Regions from separate parts of the Mus musculus genome. Here regions 1, 2, 3, 4, 6 and 7 are each linked to region 5. Evidence: chromatin contacts called from public ChIA-PET, Hi-C, HiChIP or PLAC-seq and promoter capture Hi-C data. All regions are on one chromosome and are shown on one strand. The core of a region is the stretch at or near the end of the contact, and the rest is flanking DNA. Distances in the headings are between cores, read along the strand shown.

The links. Promoter capture Hi-C pulls out the DNA fragments that hold promoters and counts their contacts. Hi-C and Micro-C count contacts between places; a contact is called where the count stands out from the background. ChIA-PET counts read pairs in DNA pulled down with a chosen protein or histone mark. HiChIP or PLAC-seq counts read pairs in DNA pulled down with a chosen protein or histone mark.
Region 1: an RNA polymerase II ChIA-PET map of memory CD8 T cells shows a contact between it and region 5, with 15 read pairs. The contact joins the enhancer-like site here to the promoter of Runx2 in region 5. A contact is called at or near these places in 1 of 39 promoter capture datasets (cranial neural crest), 2 of 15 datasets of contacts at CTCF or cohesin (large pre-B cells and pro-B cells), 7 of 484 Hi-C or Micro-C datasets (embryonic stem cells and myeloid progenitors), 18 of 115 datasets of contacts at active chromatin or transcription factors (CD8 T cells, acute myeloid leukemia, bone marrow-derived macrophages and 10 more) and 1 of 9 other capture datasets (embryonic stem cells).
Region 2: a contact with region 5 is called in an H3K4me3 HiChIP or PLAC-seq map of craniofacial prominence, with 4 times the contacts expected there. The contact joins the enhancer-like site here to the promoter of Runx2 in region 5. A contact is called at or near these places in 2 of 39 promoter capture datasets (cranial neural crest and maxillary cranial neural crest), 13 of 115 datasets of contacts at active chromatin or transcription factors (the NIH/3T3 cell line, SST interneurons, acute myeloid leukemia and 8 more) and 1 of 9 other capture datasets (embryonic stem cells).
Region 3: a Hi-C map of liver shows a contact between it and region 5, with 3 times the contacts expected there. The contact joins the enhancer-like site here to the promoter of Runx2 in region 5. A contact is called at or near these places in 4 of 39 promoter capture datasets (cranial neural crest, hippocampal neurons, liver and 1 more), 1 of 484 Hi-C or Micro-C datasets (liver), 7 of 115 datasets of contacts at active chromatin or transcription factors (bone marrow-derived macrophages, craniofacial prominence, embryonic limb bud and 3 more) and 1 of 9 other capture datasets (embryonic stem cells).
Region 4: a contact with region 5 is called in an H3K4me3 HiChIP or PLAC-seq map of craniofacial prominence, with 4 times the contacts expected there. The contact joins the enhancer-like site here to the promoter of Runx2 in region 5. A contact is called at or near these places in 5 of 39 promoter capture datasets (the HPC-7 cell line, cranial neural crest, frontonasal cranial neural crest and 2 more), 1 of 15 datasets of contacts at CTCF or cohesin (large pre-B cells), 2 of 484 Hi-C or Micro-C datasets (large pre-B cells and stem cell-derived neural stem cells), 12 of 115 datasets of contacts at active chromatin or transcription factors (SST interneurons, acute myeloid leukemia, craniofacial prominence and 9 more) and 1 of 9 other capture datasets (adipose tissue).
Region 6: a contact with region 5 is called in a promoter capture Hi-C map of maxillary cranial neural crest. The contact joins the enhancer-like site here to the promoter of Runx2 in region 5. A contact is called at or near these places in 3 of 39 promoter capture datasets (cranial neural crest, maxillary cranial neural crest and second pharyngeal arch cranial neural crest), 1 of 484 Hi-C or Micro-C datasets (myeloid progenitors), 4 of 115 datasets of contacts at active chromatin or transcription factors (acute myeloid leukemia, craniofacial prominence, embryonic limb bud and 1 more) and 1 of 9 other capture datasets (embryonic stem cells).
Region 7: an H3K4me3 HiChIP or PLAC-seq map of embryonic limb bud shows a contact between it and region 5, with 4 times the contacts expected there. The contact joins the enhancer-like site here to the promoter of Runx2 in region 5. A contact is called at or near these places in 5 of 39 promoter capture datasets (cranial neural crest, frontonasal cranial neural crest, hippocampal neurons and 2 more), 1 of 15 datasets of contacts at CTCF or cohesin (pro-B cells), 9 of 115 datasets of contacts at active chromatin or transcription factors (craniofacial prominence, embryonic forebrain, embryonic limb bud and 4 more) and 1 of 9 other capture datasets (embryonic stem cells).

The regions. Positions count from the first base shown.
Region 1 is chr17:45,215,486-45,219,159 of GRCm38.p6, reverse strand. No RefSeq gene overlaps it. Among named protein-coding and RNA genes, the nearest start is that of Gm41582, 46 kb to the left of the region's middle. Within about 2 kb of position 1,864, at least 23 of the 459 cell types and tissues checked have an H3K27ac peak or open chromatin away from gene starts, as enhancers often do. A contact at or near this core is called in CD8 T cells and memory CD8 T cells, where this site is marked.
Region 2 is chr17:44,326,225-44,329,851 of GRCm38.p6, reverse strand. No RefSeq gene overlaps it. Among named protein-coding and RNA genes, the nearest start is that of Clic5, 140 kb to the right of the region's middle. Within about 2 kb of position 2,056, at least 21 of the 459 cell types and tissues checked have an H3K27ac peak or open chromatin away from gene starts, as enhancers often do. A contact at or near this core is called in craniofacial prominence, where this site is marked.
Region 3 is chr17:45,131,856-45,135,496 of GRCm38.p6, reverse strand. No RefSeq gene overlaps it. Among named protein-coding and RNA genes, the nearest start is that of Gm35097, 14 kb to the left of the region's middle. Within about 2 kb of position 1,301, at least 5 of the 459 cell types and tissues checked have an H3K27ac peak or open chromatin away from gene starts, as enhancers often do. A contact at or near this core is called in liver, where this site is marked.
Region 4 is chr17:44,298,650-44,302,305 of GRCm38.p6, reverse strand. No RefSeq gene overlaps it. Among named protein-coding and RNA genes, the nearest start is that of Clic5, 110 kb to the right of the region's middle. Within about 2 kb of position 2,360, at least 26 of the 459 cell types and tissues checked have an H3K27ac peak or open chromatin away from gene starts, as enhancers often do. A contact at or near this core is called in craniofacial prominence and embryonic limb bud, where this site is marked.
Region 5 is chr17:44,734,210-44,737,942 of GRCm38.p6, reverse strand. Runx2 (runt related transcription factor 2) reads left to right here and starts at 1,295. Exons shown (of 7, transcript NM_001145920.2): 1 at 1,295-2,710. The coding sequence starts at 2,309. RefSeq lists a cis regulatory region at 396-404 and a promoter at 1-1,540.
Region 6 is chr17:45,192,270-45,196,173 of GRCm38.p6, reverse strand. No RefSeq gene overlaps it. Among named protein-coding and RNA genes, the nearest start is that of Gm35097, 47 kb to the right of the region's middle. Within about 2 kb of position 2,308, at least 15 of the 459 cell types and tissues checked have an H3K27ac peak or open chromatin away from gene starts, as enhancers often do.
Region 7 is chr17:45,155,854-45,159,896 of GRCm38.p6, reverse strand. It overlaps Gm35097 (a long non-coding RNA gene), which reads right to left. Exons shown (of 3, transcript XR_385591.4): 2 at 873-1,069. Among named protein-coding and RNA genes, the nearest start is that of Gm35097, 11 kb to the right of the region's middle. Within about 2 kb of position 1,331, at least 21 of the 459 cell types and tissues checked have an H3K27ac peak or open chromatin away from gene starts, as enhancers often do. A contact at or near this core is called in craniofacial prominence, embryonic limb bud and second pharyngeal arch cranial neural crest, where this site is marked.

The sequences.
Region 1 (3,674 bases), core at 615-3,114, 480 kb before region 5:
CAGCCCACTTCCCAGATCACGGGCGTCTTCTGCCAGACTCAGTCTGACCCAAACTTTCACATCTTTCTTCTTCACCTAGTACATGTACGCATTTGTGTTCAAATGTATCGATGCGTGTTGCTGTGTCTGCACATGTGTGTATGTATATGAGCACTGATATTTGTGCATATATGTGTGTGTATATGTACACATGTGCTGCACCTGTGTCCTGTCAGGACTTGGTAGAGACAGTTGAAGCCGGGAAAGTAAACAAGGCTCTGATTTGGATGGCATGGGCTCTAAGCCCCTTCCTGTACACTGGGCCAGTTATCTAGTTGTGGTGGTGGGGAAATGCCAGAGGCCTATATGGAGCATGGTTGGCCCGCAGCTCCTTGGGGTTGCTCACTTCCAAGGACCTTTTGATCTTGCTGACGCTGACACAAAACCCCAGGATTCAGTTCTGGAGCTTTGATCTGCATAATAGAATCAGGCAGGGGGAGACTGACATATATGGAAAGCCTTTTGGGCTGCCTTGGTCGGGCTCAGGGATAAGGAGAGCACAGACTTGGATATCTCACAAGGGAGAATTCTGGAAAACTCGGGAAATAAAAGCTATAGGGAGAGATTATCGCTGAATTCCTGTCATTGTTTTATTGGCTTCTCTGGAGGGACAGACGGTGACTAAGACAAGATTGCCATGGGATGTGACGGTTTGACTTGGCTGCAGAGGTGCGGTTTCTAATTGGGCCTGAATGAATGAAGCTCAAGGTTCCAAGTGGGATTTATTTTTTTCCTAACACTGGTTTGTTGTTGTTGTTTGTTGTTGCTGCTGTTTTATTTTCTTCCCCAAAACTTGTTAGCAAGAGTCTGGCAGAGGACGCCCATGATCTAGGGAAGTGGGCTGTCTCTCTCTCCCTCCTTCCTTCTTACTTGGAAGGAACTGGGTTGATCTCAGCTCTTTCCTGAGCAGTCTATTGAAGGATGAGGGCTGCTTTCTGCTTCTGCAGGCTCTGTCTCCTCAATAGGAGTGCATTCCAGTTGTATTCTCCTGTGAGCAAGGCTACGTAGAGCTGCCCACATCTTCGATTCAAATGTGAGTCTGTCCTTGGTTGCTGACATGAGATCGGCTTCACTCTGAAGTTGGCATTACAAGAGTGTGCCAACACACCCAGCTCCTTTATCATTCTAATCTTTTTTTTAAAGACAATCTCAAACAGTTCAGGCTGGCCTTGAACTCTTGAATCTCTACCTCCCTAGTGTTGGGCTTATAGACACACATCACCATGACCCTCCCCACTTTGTTAGCCTCAGTGAGTCTATTGTATGAACACTGGGCTGGGCAGTTTCCTCCCTTGGGCAAGTTCTAGAACTTAGATTTGCATTTGGCGCAAATGTGTCTTTATCCCAGTCTAAGGTAGCGCAGCTTTCTGCCATCAATGGAGAAGGCCCATGTTCTCACATTTCCCAGAACATTTGTGCAAAAACCATACCAGACAAACCTGGGAAGTCTGGTGCAGTGACTCATGGTTCTGGTCAGATGGAGGGTGCATGGGCTGACACCCCAGGAGGGGGACCTGGACCATGCATGGACTTGGCAGCTCCCTACCAGGGCAGGAAAGGAAAAATGTGGGGTGAAAGCCTCAGTCAGGAAAGAGAAAAGCATAGGATGAGTAGAAAGCGGCCCAGGCAGATCCAGGCTGAGGCCTTGTGCCATTGATGACAGGATGTTGTGTGCATGGGATGTGGCTAACCAGTGCCTGCTCTCAGTGGTCACTGAGCCCCATGCCACTGGCTGCTCTTGACCCCCTCTCAGACTCCATGGTCTCCTTGAGAGGTGCTCAAACCCCGAGGAGGCTGAGTCGGCAGGGCCAGGAAGTACTGAGAAACCCTTGGGGGAAATCCAAAGCCCAGATCTTCTTATTCTGAGAACCTCCCACCACCGGAAGGAAGAGGAGACCACGAAACTCAGCATTTCCAGCCCTTATTCCCATCCACTGGGTGGTTGGACAGCCAGGGTTGGTGAGTCTGCAGCTATATTTACCCTCAGATTTCTGGGATGGCTGACTTATGGGACACTATAGTCAACTCAGTTCCCTCTGTAGCAATCACCAGGAAGCTAAGCCACAAGTGTGCTCTCCTCACACTCAACACCACCCCCAACACACCAGCCCCCCAGCGACAAAGCTCCTAAGCCAGCTCCAGGAAGTGTCTCCCTGGGGCTTTCTAGGGTCAGTCCGGACGCCCATCTTAGTAGCCACCACCTATGGAAGGGCACCAAAGAGCAGGGCTCCTGTGTTGCTTCTTCCCCATGCCTCTGAGTTGCCTGTCCCTGTGGTCTGTGGTAAATTCGGTTCAGAGCAGTGTTACACAGCCACAAAGGCCTACTTTGTTGAAGGCTGCCTTGCCCAGTACTGTTTGGTGAACATCAAAACTCAACACTTCTACCTGGGCACCTCCAGGGACCCATCCTTGTATTTTTCCGTCTACTTACAGTGTTCCTTCAGAGGGCTCAGAATCTGTGTGTTGCCAACAACATGATCCCTTATAGTGCGGGGAGGGAGTTAGTGTTGGGGAAAGTTTAATTCACGATAGGCTTTTTTTTCCTCCTTCTGCCTGTGTCGAACAATCCTGTGAGATTCACAGCTCTGCTCCAGACTGCTGTGAAGGGTGTAGAGGGATGTTAAAACATGGCAGAACCCTGGGACCAGAGAGATAGCACAGAAGACCTGAGTTTGGTTGCAAGTGCCCACTTTAGGCAGCTCACGGTCACCTGTAACGCTAGCTCCAGGGGATCCAACATGTCTGGCTTCCACAGGCACAGGCAAGTATTTAAATATAAAATAAATCTTTTTTTAAAAAATGCTGAAAATTACTAGTAGCTTCTTTCGTGGGTGGCGAAGGGCTCTGCATTTGTCCGGGCTGTGGGGAATGAAGCCTTGCTTGGTAATGACAGGAATGATTACTGTACAAAGAGAATCCTGTTTACAGGCCAGAGGCTAGCCCACTAGGTACCCTTTTCCCAACCAAGAGGGCTTCCCTTTGCATGGTGACCAATATACCCTCAACGGAAAGCAACTGTCTCTCCAGGCCACCATTTTCTTTTCTAGATAAAATGTTTGCAACACTCCTGAATACCACTAACCCAGAAGCCCCAACCCCACCCCCATTAAGACTGCCCTCAGAAAATTAACTGGGATCAAGAAGGATTCGGTTGTGAGTCGGATGCTAAATCTGCCTGGCTCATGGGGCTCAGAAGTTGGCCCACAGCCCTGGATTCACAGGCTGGGGCTTCCGGTGACCGTTCATCCGGGATTTGTAGCTACAGGTACTGAGGGAGCGGTGACTCACACACAGCTGAGGAAGCAGGGCCAGCCACAGGTAAGGGCACCGCCTGGATCAGGGTGCCCAGAGTGGGAGTGGCAGGGGGTGAGGTGAGGCAGGAAGAAGAGACAGAAAAAGAAAGTTACAAAATTAATAAACTCAAGGCCCACTATTTTCATCCTGCAACAGTCAAATATTAGACCCTGTCCCAAAATAGCTCCCTTTGTGCTGGCTCCAAGAAACACGAAGCAAGAGGGAGCCGAGCACAAGGCCCCATTCATGAGAGCCCTGCGGATGCTAGCGGGTTCGCCACTCTATAATCCCTGACAGCCCTCACTAAATCATGGTGCTGCAGGTGCAAAGACTGCTGGGAG
Region 2 (3,627 bases), core at 807-3,306, 410 kb after region 5:
CATCTGGAGACTGCCCCACCTGGGGATCCATCCCATATGCAACCACCAAACCCAGACACTATTCCTGATGCCAAGAAGTGTTTGCTGACAGGAGCCTGATATAATTGTCTGCTAGAGTCTCTGCCAGAGCCTGACTAATATAGATACAGATGTTTGCAGCCAACCATTGGATTGAGCACGAGGACCCCAATGGAAGAGTTATGGGAAGGGCTGAAGGAGCTGAAGGAGTTTTCCACTCCTTAGGAAGAACAATAACATCAACCATCCAGACCCCTCAGATCTCCCAGGGACTAAACCTCCAACCCAAGGCTACGATACACATGGAGGGACCCATGGCTCCAGCTGCATATGTAGCAGAGGATGGCCTTATCTGGCATCAATGGAAGGGGAAGCCCTAGGTCCTGTGAAGAATCCATGCCCCAGCATAGAGGAATGCCAGGGCATTGAGGTGGGTGGGTGGGGGAGCACCCTCAGAACCGGGGGGGGGGGGAGAGGGAGGGGATAGGGAGTTTGCGGAGGGGAAACTGGGAAGGGGAAATAACATTTGTAATGGAAATAACTAAAATAACCAATTAAAAACAAAACAAAAAATTGTAGAGTTGTGAATGTGATGCGGCTTCTGAGTGGGATCTTGTCTAAACTGCCCTAAGACTGGTGTGTAATTATGAAAAACAAAACAAAACAAAACAAAACAAAAAGAAACACCTATCAAGGCTGAAGAGATTTCTCAGCTGATAACAATGCTGCAGTTCTTGTAGAGGAGCTGGTCCAGGTCCCAGAGCCCATGTCGGGTGGCTCCCCACTACCTGTAACCCCAGTGTGACTCCCAACTACCTGTAACTCCAGTGACTCCAGCTCCAGGGGGTCTTATTTTGATGTCCTGTTCTGGTCTCCAGAGACATTGACACTCTTGTGCACATTGCGCACACCTATAGACATACACGTGTAGACATAAAAAAAAAAAAACATACAAAACCAAGAACTCTGCTGCTCCCAAGGAGTGGCATCCACACAGGTTCACTCCTTTTGTTGAGAAGGTAACTGGGCTCACACAGCACATTCACCAGGAGAAGGTCTGGACCATATTGAGATCATTTGGAAGACTCCTTCCAACAACAGGCAGATGAATGAGATAGGGAAGATGTCGACAGTTGAATAATGTACTAATTTACAAGCAAGTTCTATATCCAGATCCCTCATGGAATGACAAGAGGACTCATGTCAGTACAGGTGCAAATGGTTCCTGATGACACGTGACCAACTTCTACCTTGTAGAACACTTTAAGAAAGCAACTTAGAGGAATATACTCAAGAGTTTGTTTATAAAATATGCAAACGGTGAAGTGCTTGGGAGGGAAATTAGTCCTCAGCATACGAGTGGGCTTTGAAAACATTATTATTTAGCTAATGTTCAGGTTCTAACAATAAACACTGTTTATCATGGTAAGTTTTCAGAACACTGCTCTCCATGCGATCAAATCACAAACACTCCCTGCTCCTCTACCTTGCCTTCCCAAACCTCTTGCAATACTCTGCTCCCCTGGCACGGAACCAGCACCATAGACGCAGAACAAAGACAGAGCCCTCCTTCTCAAAGCCCCAACTGTAAAATTAACAGAGGAATAAAAAACAGCTGGTGAAACATGATAGCCATGATTCTGAGCCCGTGAACCTGAAAAGATAGTTTATTGTGGAAGACAAACAAAATCTGTGTTCGGTTTGATCTAGTGCGGCATCCACCGTCAGAAGCTGTCCGCTCACATTTTGAGAGTCCCGGGCTTGGGGCAGGCTGTACAGACGCCATAAACAAAGAACATAAAGGATCACTTTCCATCGTAATTTGACAGTAAACAGTACTAATTTGACTCTGTAGCTGTTTATTGATATGTGGGGGTGGGGTGGGAGTGTTGCTACTCACTAGAAAGAACAGTAGCCAGTGTATTGGGGCAGAATTGCTCATAAGATGGCAGGAGCCAGGCTGTCTTGATTCTCTCCGTGTAAGAAGAACACAATGTAAATTGCTGCTCATGTGGTTTCCATCTGGCAGCCGGACCAGCCAAGTGAGCCCCTAGCCTTCAGCCCCAAGAGGAGGTTCTCTGTAGTGGCTTCATCCTGATTTGTCTTAGGAACTGCCAGTGGCCTTCCTGTCAATCATTTATCATTTAGAAGAAAGCAGGTCTGGCCCAAGGCAAGATGCTTTATTCTCTCACTGACTCATTTTACAAATGTTTGGTAAGTGCTACTACGGGCCAAGAGTTGAACAATAGATTGGAGGTAAAAAAAAAAAAAAAAAAAAGATGAGGATTAGCCATGCCTCTGTGGTCTTTACTTCTGGGCTAGAGAGAAAGAAAGCTGCATACTGACAATGATCACACAGTAAGGTAGGCACAGGAGTGGTGGCACCCTGAGTCACCAAGGAGCCAGGCTGGTTTAGCTCCCATAAGAATATTGCATGAATCAGCCACACAGAACCTGGCAAATAGTATAATGGATTCAAAATCTATGGCTCCCTTCTTCTCTCCCTCTTTTTCTCCTCTCTCCCCCTCCCTCCCTCCCTCTCTCCTTCTGTCCCTCCCTCCCTCCCTCCGTCGCTCCCTCCCTTCTATGGTGATTTGAATATGTTTGGAAATGTGGCCTTGTTGGAATAAATGTGGTGGTGGGCTTTGAGACCCTCCTCCTAGCTGCCTGGGAGTCAGTCTTCTCCTGGCTGCCTTCGGATAAAGATGTAGAACTCTCAGCTCCTCCAGCACCATGCCTGCCTAAATGGACTGAACCTCTGAACCTGTAAGCCAGCCCTAATTAAATGTTGTCCTTTATAAGAGTTGCTTTTGGTCATGGTGTCTCTTCAAGGCAACGGGAACCCTAACTAAGGCACCTTACTTCCCTTTTCCCTTCACTGAATACCGTAGGCTGTGGCATCACAGGGTAGATTCAAAAGCTGTGGTTCTCTCTCTCCTTCTCCCCCCATCTCTCCAGTTCTTCATCTCTCCCTTCATCCTTCTCTTTCCCTTCTTTCCGTCCTTCTTAGGTGATTCTATTAAGGACAAATACTCCAGATGCCTTGGCATAGTGTTTTCCATGATTTATCTCCATCAGCCCTCCTTCCCTCTTCATCAGTCTGTTGTTACCAACATCACTATCTCACCAACAAAGAAACTACACTATACAGGTTGCATTTCATTCCTGGAGCTGTGCGACTCATAAACTAGGAAGCAGGGAGCAGAACCAAGAGCCTCCATATACCACGGTCTTTATAATACTGTGTATTTAATGTGTTCAGAGATCATGGATCTTAGCAGGCCTTCATGGATAGCAATCATTGTTGCCATATTATATTTTAGTAAAAAGGTGAAGCTTCTCAAAGAATATAGCTATCCTGGTAGTTCATTATATTTTACATCTCTAATCTGCCTATAGAAAATCAAACTTCACTTTGGCTGGTGCTCAGAGTCTTGTAAGAACAAACAAGATTGTGCGTGTGTGTGTGTGTGTGTGTGTGTGTGTGTGTGTGTGTGTGTCTGTGTGTCTGTCTGTGTCTGTGTCTGTGTTTAACTATTTTAGGGATGAGAGAGACAGCTTAGTGGCTAAGATTGTTTCTTGCTTTTCCAGAGAACCAGAGTTCAGTTT
Region 3 (3,641 bases), core at 52-2,551, 400 kb before region 5:
GACTGAAGGGGTCATGCAGTGTTTTGGAGATGCCAGTACCATGAGATGACCACCAAGAGCAGCAGCAGCAGTGGAGTACAGGCATCTGGAGCCTAGAGGATGACGTCTGTGCTACAAAGGGCCTGGCTGGAGAAGTGACCCAAGCCCTTGGAGGAGCCCAGAAGATCGTGAGTTGGATCCCAGACATTGGACGGTTAGAGATTGACTTTTGCTTTTGATTGTGACTGTGCCCTGATATTTTCCCTCTTGAAGGAAGAAACTGTTTTAGTGGAGCCCACAGTTAAGAGACTTTTAATTGTAAAAAGACTTTGGATTTTAAAAGAGATGGACATTTTAAAGAGTTTGAAATTTTAAGAATATGTAAAGACTGTGGGACTTTTAAAGTTATTTAGATATTGGGGATGAATAAGATTTTAAGGGTTGAGGCTTACTAGTGATGTGTTTGTGTGTCAAGTTGACAAGGGGTCAATTGTACTGGCTAGTTTTGTGTCAACTTGACACAGCTGGGGTTACCACAGAGAAAGGAGCTTCAGTTGAGGAAATGCCTCCATGAGATCCAACTGTAAGGCATTTTCTCAATTAGTGACCAAAGGGGAAAGGCCCCTTGTGGGTGGGACCATCTCTGGGCTGGTAGTCTTGGGTTCTATAAAAAAGCAGGCTGAGCAAGCCAGGGGAGGCAAGCCAGTAAAGAACATCCCTCCATGGCCTCTGCATCAGCTCCTGCTTTCTGACCTGCTTGAGTTCCAGTCCTGCATCCTTTGGTGACCAACAGCAGTATGGAAATGTAAGCCGAATAAACCCTTTCCTCCCCAACTTGCTTCTTGGTCATGATGTTTGTGCAGGAATAGAAACCCTGACTAAGACACAAACTGAAAAAGGTGACATGATTTAGAGGAATCAAGAATATGTGAGTGGGGGGCTGGAGAGATGGCTCAGCAGTTAAGAGCACTGACTGCTCTTCTGAAGGTCTTGAGTTCAAATCCCAGCAACCACATGGTGGCTCACAACCATCCGTAATGAGATCTGATGCCCTCTTCTGGAGTGTCTGAAGACAACTAAAGTGTACTTGCATATAATAAATAGATAAATGTTTTTTAAAAAAGAATATGTGAGTGGAAAAATGATAATTTTTTCCGGACCAGCATAATTCATAATATTTTTAAAAACAGGAATAATTCATAATATGTAAAAAAAACCTGTCAGGGTTGTCTGAGGTCAATTAAACTTTAATGACCCAGATTTCATAAGAACACCAACATTCAAATGAGAAACAATCCAAGAGGAGAATGGGCAAAGGCCGTGATTAAGCAATTCAGAAAGGGACATGGACTCTGGGCCAATGAACACATGAGACATGGTCTACTTCGGTGGTACTCAAAAATACAAATGAATGCAATGGGCAGGCTCCTGCACTGAAGTAGAAGTGATCAAAAGGCTGACAACATCAAGAACTGGTACAGGCGCAGAGGGGCTGGTTTCCAAGCATTACTTATTAACATGCGGAGTCAGAAGATCTGAACAGAGTTACTTAGGATAGAGCACTTCCAAGCCTGGGAATTAACGTTTCAAACCCAGAGGAACGTTTCTAGTTCATTTGTCACCGTGACCAACACCAGGACCAAAAGCAACTTAGAGGAGTAAAGGGTTTATTTCTGTTTACAGGTCATAGTTCAAGGTAAGAGAAATCAAGGCAGGAGCCCAAAGCAGGAACTTGAAGGGAGGCCTGCTTGCTATTCCACCCAGCATTGCCTCTGGCCAAGGAATGAATTCACAGCCAAAGAAAAGCAGCATGAACCGTGGAAGAAGCCTGCTTGCTGGCCAAGGGCTGGCTGCTTATCCTTAACTAGCTTTTGTATGTAGTGCAGGACCACCTGTACAGGGAATGGTGTTGCCCACAGTGGGCTGGGCCCTCTGGTATTAATTAACAGTCAAGACAATCCCCGCCAGACTGGTCCACAGACTAATCTGATCAGCACAACCCCTCACTGGAGACTCTTTGCAGCTGATTCTAGGCTGTGTCAAGTTGATAGCTAAAGCTAATTTGGACAGGAAGCAGAGATTTCTACAGCTCACCTTGTGAATCGAAGATGACTACAAACTCTGCTGTCCATCTCATCCACAGCTTCTTTATTTCTGTTTTCCTTAATCTGGATTGGTGTATGACCAGCTCTCTGCAAAATATAGCAGAAGAGAGGTTGTGGGGCACCTGAGACAAGTCCAAAGAGGCATGGATGTTTCTGCTTCCTCTTCTTGGGAGGCAGTTGGATTTGAAGTCAAATCACTTTGAGTTCACTATACCGAGAGAAAGCCAAGCTTGACATAAGCAAGGAAAAAGGCCACATAGAGGGGGCCACCAAGGCACCACTTAAACGACGACAGTCTTTTGGACCTATTTGGCCGACCTAGGATGTGTGCTGGGTGCATCATTGCCCAGTGAAGGCAAGTGGAGCAGAGTTAGCTAGTCAAGGCCTGTAGGAATCCTGACTCCAGAATTATGAGACGTAGTGAATCATGTGTTAACTCAGGAAATTCTGGGGGTAGTTTCCTTGAAAGATTTGTTTTATTTTTATTTGAGTGCGCGCCTGTGTGTGTGTGTGTGTGTGTGTGTGTGTGTGCGCACACACTTGCATGTACATGCAGGTACTCAAGCATCTTACTTAGTTTGGGTTTCTATTGCTGTGACAAAACACCATGAAGTTGGGGAGGAAAGGGTTTATTCGGCTTACACTTCCACATTGCTATTTATCACCAAAGGAAGCCAGGACGGGAACTCAAACAAACAGGGACCTGGAGGCAGTAGCTGATACAGAGGCCTTTGCTCAGCTTGCTTTCTTATAGGACGGAGGACTACCAACCAAGGGATGGAACCACCCACAATGGCCTAGGTCCTCCCCCATCAATCACTAATTAAGAAAATGCCTTACAGCTGGATCTTAAGGAGGCATTTTCTCAATTGAGGTTCCTCCCTTCAGATAACTCTGGTTTGTGTGCCAAGCTAACAGAACTATCCAGCGTATCAAGGAGTTCAGAAGAGGATGTTAGACCCCCCCCCCCCCCCCCGGAACCTGGAGCTATAGGATGCTGTAAGCAATGATTGAACATGGGTGCTGGGAACTGAACTCAGCAGGTGTCCTTAATTGCTGAGCCATCTCCCCAGGCCTGGGGTGGTTTCTTAATCAGGGAAAAAAATACTCACTGTACAAGATGCTAAAGTGTAAATAGGCAGGCTCACCCTCCAGGCAAGAAGGCCCAGTATCAAAGGCAATATGGGTTGGCTTATGGGCTGATCAGTACTAGAGATAACCATTGGACCAATCAATGGTTGCTGGTGGTAGAGTTTATAAGTATTTCTTCTTCACTTAAATTCAGCCTATTTACTTAGGTGTGGAACAATTTACATTTTTTAAAATTTTCTCCACTTTCCCATTTCTTTACTGCTAACATGAGTTAATTAATAATAGCTAGTCATGTGTATCATTATTGGTTACAGGGTATTACAGGGGGAGTGAAAATCAGAGAAAAAATAAAAGTATCACCCAAATAGATTTTTCATTAAGTTTTATAACAGTTTTATAGTCATGGAAAACTGTAGTCAGTATACAATCCCCCACACACAACCTAAACCATTCTTCTGTGTATGA
Region 4 (3,656 bases), core at 1,111-3,610, 440 kb after region 5:
CCAGCATTAAGCTCTCCCTGCTTTCTGTTATGTAACACGGCATGATGCCGTGGTATAATGCAGTATAATACTGCTCCGGTGGGAGTACCTGGCGGTCTCTGCCAAGGTGCTCCCCTGAGGAATCATACCAAGTGACAGGCCTAATAATGAAGAAAGTTTGTTAGGAAAGGGAGGGGAGTGGATACCCAGAAAAGGGATAGAGACAAAGAAAGAAAGAGAGGAAGAAAGGAAGACAGGAGCACATGGGAACACACAGAGAGAGACAGAGAAACAGACAGAGAGAAAAAAGAGAAGGAAGAGAGGAGAAGATAAGAGAGGAGGGGAGGGAAGGGGAGGGGAGGGGAAGGGAGGAGAGGAGAGGAGAGGAGAGGAGAGGAGAGGAGAGGAGAGGAGAGGAGAGGAGAGGAGAGGAGAGGAGAGGAGAGGAGAGGAGAGGAGAGGAGAGAAGAGAAGAGAAGAGAAGAGAAGAGAAGAGAAGAGAAGAGAAGAGAAGAGAAGAGAAGAGAAGAGAAGAGAAGAGAAGAGAAGAGGTGGGGTAACAAGTTGTCCTCTTGTACAACCTTGCTGTTGCACCTGGCTTCCAGGGCAGGTAGGCAGTGATGACGAAAGCTGTGGCTAAGTAGCTATTGGGCGGAGCCTAGCAGAATTGTCCTTAAGCCAACATTGACCAACTGCACCTTCCTCCTATGGTGCATTGCACTTTCCGAATGTGAGCCAATAGCGATGTTCCTATCTGTGAGTCACATATTGTCAAATATTTCGTCACAGCAACGAGAAATGCAATATACAGTGCATTGCAGGTGTCGCCGTCACTACTCGTCTTTAACCTTGTTCCTCTCCCTACACCTCACTTCCAGTACTTGTTCTAGGTTGACGCAGTTTGGCCTGAGTATGAGTCGAGTGTTTGAAGGCCAGTGGAAAGCCTGATATGCTGTAGCCCTTCCCTGGAGTCCCTGCCGAAAGCTATGTGGCACGGCTGTTCCTTTCGATTCCCTTTGAGCAGAGACCTTCGTTGTGGAAATCCGGCATGCCACCGTTCTTGACAAATTCAGATTTCTCAGCCTCCATGTCTAACAAGATGAGACCATTTGGCCCCGAGGAGTTGGGGAAGAGCTACTGTAAGGGCAATGTAACATGGTCAAGGCCAAAGGTGTCTATGTCGCCATTAACACCCAGGGATAAGTGCCAGACAGAGCAAGGGACCTGCTGTGTGGTGATGCCTGCAGGGACAGCTGGGAGGATGCCCGCTCGCTCGTGGGTGGTACAAGAGTCTAGCTCTGGTATTTCCATTCTTTCCTGATGAGGCAGAGGGAGCCTGGTCTTCCCAGGGCAACTCCAGCACAGCTCATTTGTGCATGTTTTACAATGGTGTTGATAAAATCCCTATGGAGCCCCAGAGCATGTGTGAGGAGTTCCCACCAGAAATCTAAACAACGCCCTGGCCTTGCTGACAGCTTAATAATGTGACAAAGTTCAGCCCCTTCAATGACAGGGACAGGAATGCAGCTGGGCTGGTCTGACCTAGAGCTTGGAAAATACCTCCCCCAACTCCAACCCAGCATTTGACAAATAACCTTTTCTTAGCCTTTTTGAAGGCACCAGACAGAATCAAGTGCCATGCATGGGCCACATGCCACTGCTAAAATGTTAAATGGAGTGGCAGGGGCCACCAGAGTCACTTGGGGCTGACATTTATCTTTATTATTATTATTAATAATAATGCATATATTACTTTTTGGTGCATTCCACGTTTTTCTCTTTTTTTTCCCTACTAAATCATGGGGCTGAACCTCAGCAGACCCAATAAATCACCCCATGAGCCCAAATTCAATGCAGCTGTCAGGCCAGATCCAAGAGGAGCAGGGCTGGCTTAATTGAGCTGCAGCAGAGACCCAATGGGCGTTGCCCAGAAAAATCAGAATAATAGCGGCAGAGCCGGTGACATTCAAGAGCGAGATGTGAGCTGCTAGCTTCAGCTTCAATTTTACAAAAGGAAAATGGTTGTGGGGGGCAGGGATGGGTGCAAGGAGAAATCCAGACTCCTGGTTTCTTTTCTTTTTTTCCTTTTTTTTTTCCTGCCCCAAAGCCAGTGCAGACAATGAGTTCCACATTTCAGAAGCTCAGCAGTAAAGTCTTCCATTTGCATCTCTCCCTTACCTTTCTTTTCCTTTGCTTCCCCTTGCTCCTTTTTTGGTGCCATGCACCTTCTTTTTCAACTAAAATAAAAGCTGAAAGTCGAAAAGCAACAGGATTTGAGTCGGAGCCAATTTAGTGGGCCAAGAGGTTACATATGGAGCCAACAAATCAAAGAACCGTGAAGGATATTACTGATTTAAAGCTATGTATGCTAAAGCCCCAATCCTAACAGCATTCATAAAGGTAAAGGCAACTAGTGGAAAAGCTTAACCGACAGACGTGGGCTTTCCCTCTGGCTGCCCTGATCCCTTTGCAAAATCACAGAGCATTTTGGCTGAAGAGAGCCTTCCCACCACAGCGAGCCCTCACCCTCAGGTGACTAGAAAGGAAGGCACCTACCTGCTCACCAGGCAGAGATGAGCTCAGCTGGATTCCACATAGAAGATCAGCAGCTCCGTTAGACTCATGTCTGTGGCATGTGGCGTGTATATGGATGGATGTACACAAATGCACATGTATATTATATGCACACAAATGCACATATGTATGTGTGTGCACACAGGTGTGCATGCATGTGTATATGCATATGTGTGTATGAATGTGAGCACATGTGGCCATGTATATTTGTAGATGTGTCCACAAGTATATGTGCAGGATTGTACATGTGTACGCTTAAGTGTATATGCACACACGCACATGTGTATGTGAACATACATGCACAAATATTCACATTTATGTTCATACACACATGTGCATGTGTATGTATTTGTGAGCGTGCACATATTTATGTGTCTGTCTATTGTGTGCAGACATATACATATGTATGTATCTCTGTGTGTACAAATGTATGTGTATCTGTGTGTGCAAACATTTGGATATATACACGTGGTCACATATGCATTCATGTATATTTATTTGTGTGAGCCCACACACACACACACACACACACATATTTACATGTGCATATACATATACAAATTCACACATATACATGTGCACATGTACACACATATATAAATGTATGTGTGCAGGCATACAAATGCACACACAAACACTTGTGTACACACAAACATATGTGAGTACACATACACTCATATGTAGACATATTCGCTTAAATATGCCCACATGTACAAATATAAATACACAGGTGAACTTGTGTGCACATATATTTGCATGTACATGCACATGTGTGCACACATATGTGCATATATAAATCACATGAATACATATGAACATGCATATACATGTACACAAACATACATACATAGTATACATATACACATTACAAATGTGCAGATATATACATACTCATGCATATATGTGTAAACAAAGTTACACATGTACACATATGCAGTTATATACACATGTACATTCATAATTGTATACAAACACATGTTTGCATGGTTTTCATGTGCATATACACATTCACATCCACACATATGAGCATACACATATACTTGTACATGCACATTTCAATACACATGTGTACATATGAGCACATCCACACACTGTATGCATAC
Region 5 (3,733 bases), core at 46-2,545:
TTGCAAAGAGGCGCAAACAACCTCTTTTGCGCGCTCCGGGTACCTTTTCTGGGCCCTGCTGGGCGCGCGGGGAGGGAAGGTCAGAGAGTGGCAACTGCGCTAGGGAGGGTCATGACAGGTCCCTTGCTGAATTTGGAAGGCATTTGCACCCCAGCAGTAAAAGCCCCAAATTAATGGCTACGTGAAGAGCTTTAAATAAGACGGATGGTGAGAAATGTTACCCAGCTAGCCCTCTTCTTTAGTCCTCCTAGGGGACGACTCCCAATTTTTCATTGATTTCACCAAATCACAGTTGCGTCAACTACCTTGTTACGAATCGCCGGGGATTTTGGTAAAATGATTCTATTTGGAAGCGTTGGAAGTTTTAAAATAATAGGTTAGGCAAGACATATAACAGAACATCACGCTGAGAGGTGAGCCAGCCCGATATTGCTTCTGCCTGGTTCTTGGGGTGTATCAGCCTCCGGCGGATTTCCCGGCTTCTGTGGGCGCCGCCGCACGTTGTTTGATTTGTTTTGAAGGCTCAGAATTTGAGGCTGGTCGGAGACACCCACGTGCTTCTGATTCCCATCAGTATAATGATCGCCTCAGTTTGAGTCGTGTCTATATAAACCACAAAAACCTAATCATTAGAAATCCCAGCCTCCAAAAACCACATTTTAGGTAAAAAAACAAACAAAAAAAAAAAAAACAAACAAAAAAAAAACAAAACTGCTGCCGCTCCCCGCACTCCTTCATCTCTCAACCACAATCTTTTGGGGATTCCAAAATCGCCTCCCCCCATAACGCCGGGAAACAAAAACATAAATAAATAATTACTGAACTTTTTTTTAAACTTTTTATTTTTAACCCCCCAAAGTGGGGAGTGGCTAGAAAGACAGTTAGACACTAGACTTAGTCTGAGACGAAGACTACACTTAATAAAAGATTGGGAAATGAATGGATAACCGCTGTGTATTCCCCCTTTCCCAGCAAGCATTTTATCAACTTACAACTTATTTTAATTACCAAGCTGTCATTTTTTAGTTCTTTTTATTAAAAAAGCAACCCATCCTTATTCTCCAATAATGACAAGAAGGAATATATAAGAAAAGTGTCCAGACATCCGTTAGAGTTTCTAAAACTATTTTGACAAACACTCCTGTCACCCATTTTGGTGTCACCTAAGGGGGGGCACTCCCGAAGCCTGTAAAAACCTGCCCCCCGCCCCAACCAATGTGGGGTGGGGTTGGGGGCAGGGTGAAGAGTGCTCAGAAGTCAACGTGGAGACTTGAGAATTTCCCTTCCTCCTCTCCTGAAGTTAACAACGAAAAATTAACGCCAGTCGGAGCAGCCTGAGGCTCTCCCGCTTCTCAGCTTTAGCGTCGTCAGACCGAGAAGTGGTTCCCGGTCCTGAGGGTGAAGTGGGGAGCCGAGGACGCAGGCGGCGATGTCCTAGGCGGGGACCTCCTCCCTACAGCTTCGGGCGCCGAGCGAGCGCAGCGGCGCTTCTAGCGGCCGGCGGGCGGCGGCAGCGGCTGCGATCCGCAGGCTCCAGATCTGTCGCCCCGAGATCCGCTCTCCCCCCGCCCCCACTTACCTCCCGGCACCTTGAAACGCGAGGGGGGCCCGGGGCACTTTGCAAAGAGCAGGAGAGACGAGGCTGCGAGCTAGACGGCGGCGAAGGAGAGGGCGAGAGGAGAAGCCGGGGAAAGGAAGGACTCGGCGGCCGGAGGACTCGGAGCGCGCTGCCGGCGCGGGGAGCGCGCAGCGGCCTCGGAGGAGGAGGCGGAGGAGGCGGCGCGGGCAAGCGACGGCGCCGCGAGCTGGGCAGCCGCGCTCTGCTTGGCGGTGGCGGACAGCGAGGAGCCACACGCACCGCCGAGATGGACTGCTGAACCTGCGGGGCTCCACTACCGTACTGGAACCCGGAGCGGGGCGCCAGCGCACCCAGGACACGGTGCCCCAAGGGGCCCCTACTGCAAGCTGTTAACTTCAAGTCCCTTGCGGCGGCTGGGCCAAACACGCCCCCGCGTCCCGCTCGTTGCAGCCACCGCCAGGGACTCCCAAGCCTCCCGGTGGAGATCCGCGCCTCTCGGGTGTCCCCACCCGCTACCCCGACTCTGTCCGGTCTCCAGTCGCCGGCCCCCAGCAGACTCCGCCCGGCACACGGCTTCCTCGAACTTGATTTCTCACCTCCTCTGTCCCGTCACCTCCATCCTCTTTCCGCCCCCGTCTCGCCTCCACCCCCTCGATTTCCTCCTCCTCGCCCCCCATTTCCACCCTCCTCCCCCTCCCCCGGCCACTTCGCTAACTTGTGGCTGTTGTGATGCGTATTCCTGTAGATCCGAGCACCAGCCGGCGCTTCAGCCCCCCCTCCAGCAGCCTGCAGCCCGGCAAGATGAGCGACGTGAGCCCGGTGGTGGCTGCGCAGCAGCAGCAACAGCAGCAGCAGCAGCAGCAACAGCAGCAGCAACAACAGCAACAGCAACAACAGCAGCAGCAGCAGCAGCAGCAGGAGGCGGCCGCAGCAGCAGCGGCGGCAGCGGCGGCGGCAGCAGCGGCGGCGGCCGCAGTGCCCCGATTGAGGCCGCCGCACGACAACCGCACCATGGTGGAGATCATCGCGGACCACCCGGCCGAACTGGTCCGCACCGACAGTCCCAACTTCCTGTGCTCCGTGCTGCCCTCGCACTGGCGGTGCAACAAGACCCTGCCCGTGGCCTTCAAGGTAAGAGACTGGTCACCCCCAGATCCTGGCCCGGCCCCATGGAACCTTCCCGCCGTGGTCTCGGTGCCCATGGGTGTCCTCCAAGACTCCAGCCTTGGTGGCTCCACTCAGGGGACCGAGGTGGCTCTGATCTACATACCCCGCAGCGGCCACCGCGAGCAGATCCCCCTTCTCACCTGTGCGCCCACTACCATGTAAGCCTAGGTTCCCTTGCTTCTTCATCCTTCAGTCTTCCAGGCGCGGTTCTTGCCTCTTTCCCTGCTGTGAGACTCCTGGGCCCCCAGACGCCCCGAGGCGCCCACTGTGAGCTGCAAGCTTCCTCCCGCCCCCTTCTCCCGGGGTCTCCTCACTCCACACGGGCATCCCGGCCTCTCCTCTCCGGGATTCTGTGCGCTCCTTCCCGCTTTCCCCTTTGCAGACGCAGGCCTCTACCCCGAACTAGGTGTCCCTTTCCCGGATTGGTTGCCGTTTGGCACTCCCGGCTGCTCCCCGGCTTGGCCCGGTTGCCTGCAGGGTGCCAGCACCGGAGGGCGCTTGCGCCTGGGGCGAGATGAGGTGCCAATCGAGGAGCGTAGGTTGAGAGTGCTCAGTAAACTTGGGGATGGACGCGGGAGAGCGGGGACAGACGGGACATTCGCGCCCTCCTCGGCCGGCACTGGTTCCCGTTACTTGGAGGAAGGCGGGGCCGCCGGGGTTTCGGCTTCTATCAGGGCCAGGCAGGAGCAGGGAGTTGCGGGGGGTTCGGGGCTCTGCGCCCCCGAGTGCGGGAGTGATGAGCGTCGGGGAAGGGGAGCAAGGCTTAGGCTGCTTCCCCCCCCCCCCTCATTTTGCCTGGGAGGAAAAGGGAATCCTGTGGAGCAACTTCGGTTGGTCAGAATAAACAGAGGTGAAAACTTTATTTGCCTTGAAAGAGCCAGAACTCCCAGATGTCCCTTCTGCTTGGGGAAATCGATGGGTGATGGGTGGCTCCTGCCGGAGGCCTGGGCTCCAAGGTGCGTCCCCGTGGCCTCCTCTTCCAAGTCC
Region 6 (3,904 bases), core at 1,059-3,558, 460 kb before region 5:
CAGTCTGCAATGGCATCTCAGAGTAGAGAGTAAGAACAGCATGTTTAAAATAGAAACCAGGGCTGGTGAGAAGGCTTAGCGGTTACTAGCACTGACTGCTCTTGCAGGTCTGGAATTCAGTTCCCCTGCACCTATATTGTGGCTCACAACCTCCTATATCTCCAGTTCCAGGGGATCCAGCTCTCTCTTCTGGCCAGCACGGGCAACTGCACTCACGTGCTGTGCATAGATTTACTCAAGCACACATAGACACACATAAATAGACTGAGGGGAGATGCACATTTTGTCATCGCAGAGGACTTGGGAACTCAACTATGGAGTGGCATACCGTAACGTGCACTGATCTGAGTTCCAGGGCACCTGCTAAAGTCTCCAGGGACTTGAGTCCCAGAGCAAAGAAACAGTAACAGAGAGAGATGGCTCCGTGGCTCAAGAGTGCTGGCTTCTCTTCCAGAGGACTGTGGTTCGATTCCAAGCTCAACAGCACCTCAGAATATCTGTAAGTCTAGTTCCAAGGAAAAGGGCTTGGATCTGAGGGTTCCCTAGGCTGTGGGCAAGCCCGTCAACTATGGCTATATTTCTTAGAGATGGTCTCCTGGGTTCTGGAAGGCCCCAGAAAGCTTTACCAGGTCTGAGCTTCTCAGACCCTTTCCAGTCACACTGCAGAGCTGCCAACATTTTCCACATTAAGGACAAATCAAAAGAGATGTCTTCCCCCCTCAGAAAGGGTGAGTTGGTGGACAAGAATGAGAGCCAATCAGTTTCGCGGGGGGGGGGGGGGGGAGAGAGAGAGAGAGAGAGAGAGAGAGAGAGTGAGAGAGAGGAAATTAATTTTTAAAGAGCCTAACCAAACACCCTGTAATTTCTAGTGATTTCCTTTCAGGGAACCTGTGACCGCTGTCACTATAAACAAAGCAGAGGATAAATAAATAAAAAGGGAAAGAGAGTTGTGTTTTCCTCCCTGCCTTCCTGATGGATGGTTTACAGAGGCCCCGGATACAAGACAGCCTCTAATCATTCTCAGATGGCGCCTGCCAGGCCCCAGTGCTGGTGTTTCCTCCACACGCCTCTGCCAGAGGCGCTGACGGTGGCAGGGGCTGGACCCTCATCCCTGGGTTTTGGCCACAGCCAGATGCAGCAAACAGTGAGGCCCGTTGACACGAGAGGACCCCCTGACCACCGTGGAAATGAGCAGTGAAAGCCAGCACCCTCTTGCTTTCACACATGGCTGGGTTCCGGGTGGCTGGCTTGACCGGCCTCTCCCTGGGACCACCAAGGTATAAGTGCCTTCCTCCCAAATTAACCTTTGTCAGCAGTGCCCACGGCTATGCCCCTGAGGCTTGCTTTCAGGGCGGTGAGGTCCTGGCTGGGCATATGCACTCCCAACTTGAGAAAGCCTTTGGCCTTTCCTGTGCTATGCCTGTGGGCGGCTGGACCCGATATGGAGCCCCAGGACCTTCCTGACCCGAGGCAGGACATCCACTCTGAAGCCACTATTTCAGATAGTCTTTTGGAGTATGGATTGAGTGTTTCCGTGGATTGCCCTCAGCTGGTATAATTGACCCATCTGCCAGGACTACCCTCAGCCTGTTCTCCATCCCACGTAGCTCCAGATGGCCACCTGGAAAGTGTCTTCTGTCTCCTTTCCCTAACTGAAGGGAGCCTACAGTGTCTTGTTCCACAGTGGGGACTTGGCAGAATCGGGGGAGGGAGGTACCTGTTCTAATTGGGGGAGGTACAGATTCTAAAAACCCTCCTCCTCTTCCAGACTCCTTCTCCTTTTATGCAGTCTTGTGTGTATCCCAGGCTAGCCTCAAACTCACTACTTAGCTGAGGATGGCCCTGAACTTCCAATTGAGAGCCTGAGCAATGGGTTTACAGACAGTGAGTGACCACACTAATGTATGCAGTGCTGGAGATCAAACCCAGGGTGTCAGGAATGTTAGACAGGCATTTTACCTAGCAGGACTACATCCCCAGCCCCCCCCCCACCCCCCCATTTCAATTTCCATCCCTACCACCTTAGCTTCTCATTTGACTAGCATTTGATTATTTTAGCTGCCTGGGTCCTTTCTCCAGCCTGCATGTACAACGAGGAGACGGGAGCCTTTCTCTTTAAGGACCTTCAAAACAATTTTGTTCTTGTTGAATCTCTCTTTTACAAAACAAATATCATGATGAGGTGAACTAAACGAATCTGAAACAGATGGGTAAAATTTCCCTGAAATACACAGAATTTCAACCCAGAGGGGAAGGGTGGGGGCTGAAGGCATTTGGGGTTTTCATTTGAATGATGGAAGCAGTTCATCTGGGAGCCTCTGGGCCAACTCAGAGGAGCTGGACCGCCTCTGGGGGACACAGTTACCGTGAGCGTGCTGCTGATATCGGGTTTCTAAAGCCCAGCTTCTGAAAGAAAACAAGCCGTTCTAACTGACAGTGTATCTTCTCCTAACCATTCCCCTGCAGCACATGGCCCCATGGAAGATGGAAATTATTTTGGAGATAACCAGTTGCTGCCTTTGGCATCCACTCCATAACAGCTTGATGTGTGTGCAGAGGCCCTGATTGGTGGGGCGGGAGCGTGCTGAGCCCGGGAGGCAGACACATCAGTGGTTTCAACAAGAATGTGAAAATACAGAACTTTGTGACAAAGTTCCTTCGGGGCAGGCAGATCTCCCAAATCCGTTACAGATTTCTCTAAAATATGCAGGACTTCCATGCAGACGAGAGCGGTGTGTATTCCAAAGGCATATGGGACGTTGCTAGGCTCAAACCATGGAAACTGAGGAATTGGCGATAATGATAGGTTCCAGCAGTGGGCTCTGGGCTAGTTCTTGCTCTCCCTCTGAACCTGTAGCCCCATACCTCAGGCACATCAGCAGATGGCTGTGAAGAGCTGTCCAGAGGAGTGTCTGCTCTCTTGTGCCCTCGAGAATCCCCAAAGGGTCACTCTCAACATTCACGCAGGCCTTCATTCCCTCAGGGATTCCTCTGCCTCAGCAGATGTTAAAGTGAGTGTTTGGGGCTCACCCTTATGCTTGTCCAACCTGTAAGCCATAAGCTTTGCAGGATAGCTACAAATGTCACGCGGCCCAACACATTTGTAAATGACAAATTGTGTCTGGATGTCCCAAGATTGGAGACCCCTGACTCAGTATGTCTTAAGGTTAGTACTACATGGTGTCTTTTTAGATATTTTATCGCAGACCCAACCAGAGGCTTCTATTGAAACAAATCTAAGGCATGAATGCATATTGAACGCATCTCAAAGGAGATCTGTAGTGATCAGTATCTTCTCATCTCAGGAGCAGTGCATTTCCTCAGGATGCAAGTTTCCCACGTCTCCACCGCAAGTCCTGGGTAGCTAGGGGCCATAGGCAGCCCAGTATCTTCAGTGTGGAAGCCTCTGTCATATGGTTCTCCAGCTTTTCACATCACTATCTTTCCTGCCTTGCCACCACTCACCCCTCCACACAGCTTCCTTGAGGCTCAAGATGCAATTCAAATAATGCCATTTTCTGCTTCGGAGTGTTTAGTGGCCTCTTATTGTCAATAGAATCAACCCCACACTTCCCGCTGTTGGTCTTCTCCCTCAGCTCCTTCTCAGTGTCCTCTCTGTACCACCATGTGACTTCCCCAGCATCCAGGTCCCTGTCCACCTGCAGGTCACCCAGGCTTGCCTTAAGCACATCACAAATGTGCATCACCAAAATGCCCACCAGAAAAACAAAAGGGAGATTAAATTCTTGGATAACAGGAAATTGGATCAGTGGACTTTCCCAACAGCTGCTCAGGGCTTTGTATATATTTGAATCGACTGTATATGTATATGTATATGTATATGTATATGTATATGTATATGTATATGTATATGTTGATGTTGATGTTGATGTTGATGTTGATG
Region 7 (4,043 bases), core at 82-2,581, 420 kb before region 5:
GGGCAGATGATCTAATGAGTAAAGCACTTGTCTTGTAAGTGCAAGAACCTGAGTTCAACTCCAAGAGCCCATAAAACATGGTAGCATGAGCTAGTAATCCCATCATTAGGAAGACAAAGCCTGGCAGATGCCTGAACCTACTGGGCAGCATGGCTAGCCGAGAATTAGAGATTCCACACCATTGTGAGACGCCTTCTCAAATATAAAGCTGATGGGAGCTGAGGAGATGCCTCAGTGGGTAAGGGGCTTGTCGTGTGAGTTTGGGGACCTGGGTTTGAATCTCCAGAGCCCATGCAAAGCTGAGTGTGGTAGACTGCATCTGCAGCTTCAGGGCTCCTATGCAGACAGGAGGCGGAGACAAGAGACTCCCAGGAAGCGCGAAGGCCCGCTAGCCTGGTGTGCACTGCAGCAAAAGCGAGACACTCTGTCTCAGACAAGGTGGGAGGGGAGGACACCCGTCTTCCACATGTGCAGAATAGCAATGCACACCCCAATTCAAACATGCACGCACGCACGCACGCACGCACGCACGCACGCACGTACTCACGCACTGGCAAAGAGTTTCAAGCTGGTAGCAATTCCTTCCTTCTCCCGACCATCATGGGACCTGAGTCTCATCAGATCATCACGGATGCTAGCTTTGTTTTGTCAAAACATCCTGGCTGGCCCGCCTCCCCCCACTCTGTGTAAGGCTTGACTTTGCCCTGCAGAAATTTTGTGTCTCAGTGTCTCTAAGTATGTGGGCCTCAGCCCTGTTTGTTGTTGGTTAGAATCTCCCTTTGAATCTCTTTCGAGTTTTGTATTAGTAGTGAAACCAGTACTGACACCCAAGAGCCCTTCTGAGATTAACAGGAAACCCCAACACTCCTCACCATCAGGTTCCGGTGAGCCAAAGTCTCTGTAAATATGGCTGCAGTATTCCTTGGGTTCACCTTTACATTGCTTTCCTCTAATGTGAGGCAAAACAAATCACTGCTTCAGGGGTGTAGGGACACTCACGAGATCCTTTCCTCCAGCAGAGGAGAAGAAAATAGAAGAAAAAAGAAGGAAATGGTGTCATCCCTCTGCACTGTAAAGAGAGGGAGTACAGAGATATCAGCTTCCGAAGAGAATCTCTCCCTCCTGGGGCGTCACTCAAATTTTTCTCCTCAGGACCTGGAATGTAGCTTAAGGGGTGGGGGTGGGGATGGAGTCAGAGAAAAAGCAGAAAACTTTTAGAAGCAAGCCGGCTTCTAAAGGAATCCAGACCCGGGGAGTGCTGAACTCTGTCGCCCTAGGCAGTCCAGATGTGGGTAGCTACAGCAATGGCTGTCCCAGGGGCCCGGACTTCATGCTTCAGACTCCTGCTGTTGGCATCGCAGACAACAAAGCCGGTAGCCGGTTTGCTGGCCCATGTGGCGGTGCTAACAGTTGCCAGCTGGAGAGCAGGCCAGTCTGGTGGCATGTGGGGCACAGGTTTCCCTGACTTCCACCTTCTCCGTGGACTGCTCGGTGTCACGTGACTCTAGACCCTCGCTGGAGGCCTACGGGGGAGGGGGGTGTCAGTGGCCTAGGCAGTGAGCACCCGGGGGCCCATCTGGTAGAGTAGGGATGAGTATACCCTCAGAGGCCCTGCCCCTACCACTGAGCCAACCATCTGGAAGCGACCCAGCTATCTGCCAGTAGCTTCGAGGAAAGGGTGTTGACAAGGCATCCCATCTAGTACTATTCTTGGCTCAACAGAAAACAGAGCACAGTAGTCAGAAACCCGTCAGGCCACATCACTTACTATCCTGGAGACCTCCAGCAAATTATTTAAGCATTCCAAAAAAAAAAAAAAAAAAAAAAATCTCACTTTCCCCCCTCGTAAAATACTGATAATATGTTCCTAAGTCATTGCAGATGGTGGCCATCTTGGTCAATGGTGATTTTTCTCTCCAATTTGTTCAGGTCAAAACCAAGTTTTCTGGCTGCACTGTAACTCAGTGGTATAGCACTTATCTTCCATGGTCTAGTTCCCTGGGTTCAATTCCCCAACATGCCACAAAACATGTTAATACAGTACTTGGATCAAGGGACTGTGATATGGTTCAGGCAATCAAGTGCAGGCCTTGCAAGTGTGGATACCTGAGTGTGTAGTTCCAACACTCGGGGAAGAGAGCCAGGCATGGGGCCATGTACCAGAAATTCTAAAATCTGTTGGCAAGCTGGTCTTGCCAGATTCCTAACCTCAGTGGAAAAATCCTGGGTCGAAAAATAAGGGGGTAGGGGAAAGGCTGAGGAAGATACAGGACATCAAGTTTTGGTCTCTACACGCGTGCACACGGACACAGACACATCCGTGTACCATGCACCATACACACCATAGACCATACATGCATCTTTGGTTTCATAAAATACAGATTAGATTTCTTTTCTTGGTTTTTCTGAGAGAAAATAAATACTGTCTTCATCAGCGTATCTTACCAGGTGTTGTCTTCAAAATATCGATTGCATAGTCACAATCCCAGCATTTCTCTGGACTTTTGCTGCTCTCTCTCTGGTCTAAGCCTCCCATCATCTGGTGCCTACAAGTTTCAGTCTCCTTGGTCTCTCCTGCAGCCTGTTATTTACATAGCAACCAGAATAATCCTCGATAGAATATAACGTTAGGTCCCCTTTATCACATGCTCCAAGGACATCACCATGTCTGACGATGTTCATCTCAGCCTGAGGGGAGCGAGCCATCCTCTCCCCTGGTCAAGCCTTCTTATGACATTAGCCCAAGTTGACTTCCTAATGACTCTGCAGTGGGCCTTGGGCCAACCTCTCAGCTAAGACTGAACCTCCAAAACTGTTAAGTGCTTAGGGATAAATTATTACAAAACACTCAACAATTATACAGATTGTGTTTTTGATATCTTGCCTGACAAGTGCCTTCAAATAGATGTAACCAAAGCTTCAGTGCTAGCAGGTCTAACAAACTAGGCTTAACCATCTGTCCCAACGCCACACTAACAATGAAACACACTGTTAACACATATAATAATCAACTCATTTGGAGGAAGAATAAAGAAAGGGAATCCAATAATCTCTAAGTCATCTTTGGGTGCTGATGTGAGTTTTAAGTAGAGGAATAATGGGACCAGGACAAGAGGTATTAATTGGTTCTTGTCAAGCTGTGGTCTCATCTTTTATGGCCTCAGCCATAGTACTGTAAATTATATATACTATAAATTATGGGGCCATAGCCCCATAAATTATTACTTTACTCATTACTGACATTGTCCTTCCAAGGGAACCAATGTGGTTCCTGCAAGATGATCTGTTCCAGGGTGTAGTCACTCACCATATATAATTGCCCTCATCCGAGGCAAGGTGGTCTTTCCTGCAAGACTTGATGCTTCTGGACTTACAAGTGTTTAATAAGCAGTGACTTATTTTTTGTGTCTTCAGTCTTGAAGGGAAATGAGGTAGGTCAGGTGGACAGACACTCCTTCGAGATAACCATGCAGAATCAAGCAGAAGGTTGTGCCAAAGTCAAGGAGATAGCACAGAGGAAAAGCAGAGATGCTGGGCCTTCATCCTGCTCTTCCTCCGTGGGCTCAGCAGGAATTAGCTCTTTTGTGAATGTGACATCATCCTAGAGTTTATTACAAGAGTGGCTTTGGATGTTGAAAGTAAGTAGTAGCTAAAAAGACATGGGAGGGTGTGTTCCAGAAGGTTTTAGGAACCTTGAATAGTCTGCAGGAGGCTAGATGAGGGGTTTAGTGGGAAATCACAAACATGTTCTTGGAAGCAGATCAAGGGAATCCCGGAGCACACTGGCAGAAGGTTTAGCCCCAGGCTCACCTGTAGTTCTATGGAAAGGAAAAGTGCCTGAAGAGCCACATAGCTTGCCAGCTGAATGTGTTCAAAGCTACCCCCACCCCCAGCTCTTCATGCCTACACCAGAATGCACCAGGAGGGACACAAGGTCAAGGGAAAACCATGAAACACACAAAGGAGCCAGACTTGCTGATTCAGACGTTTCTCTCTATCTGCAGATGCCAGATGACGGTGACATCAGGCTCCTGCTAGAAAGA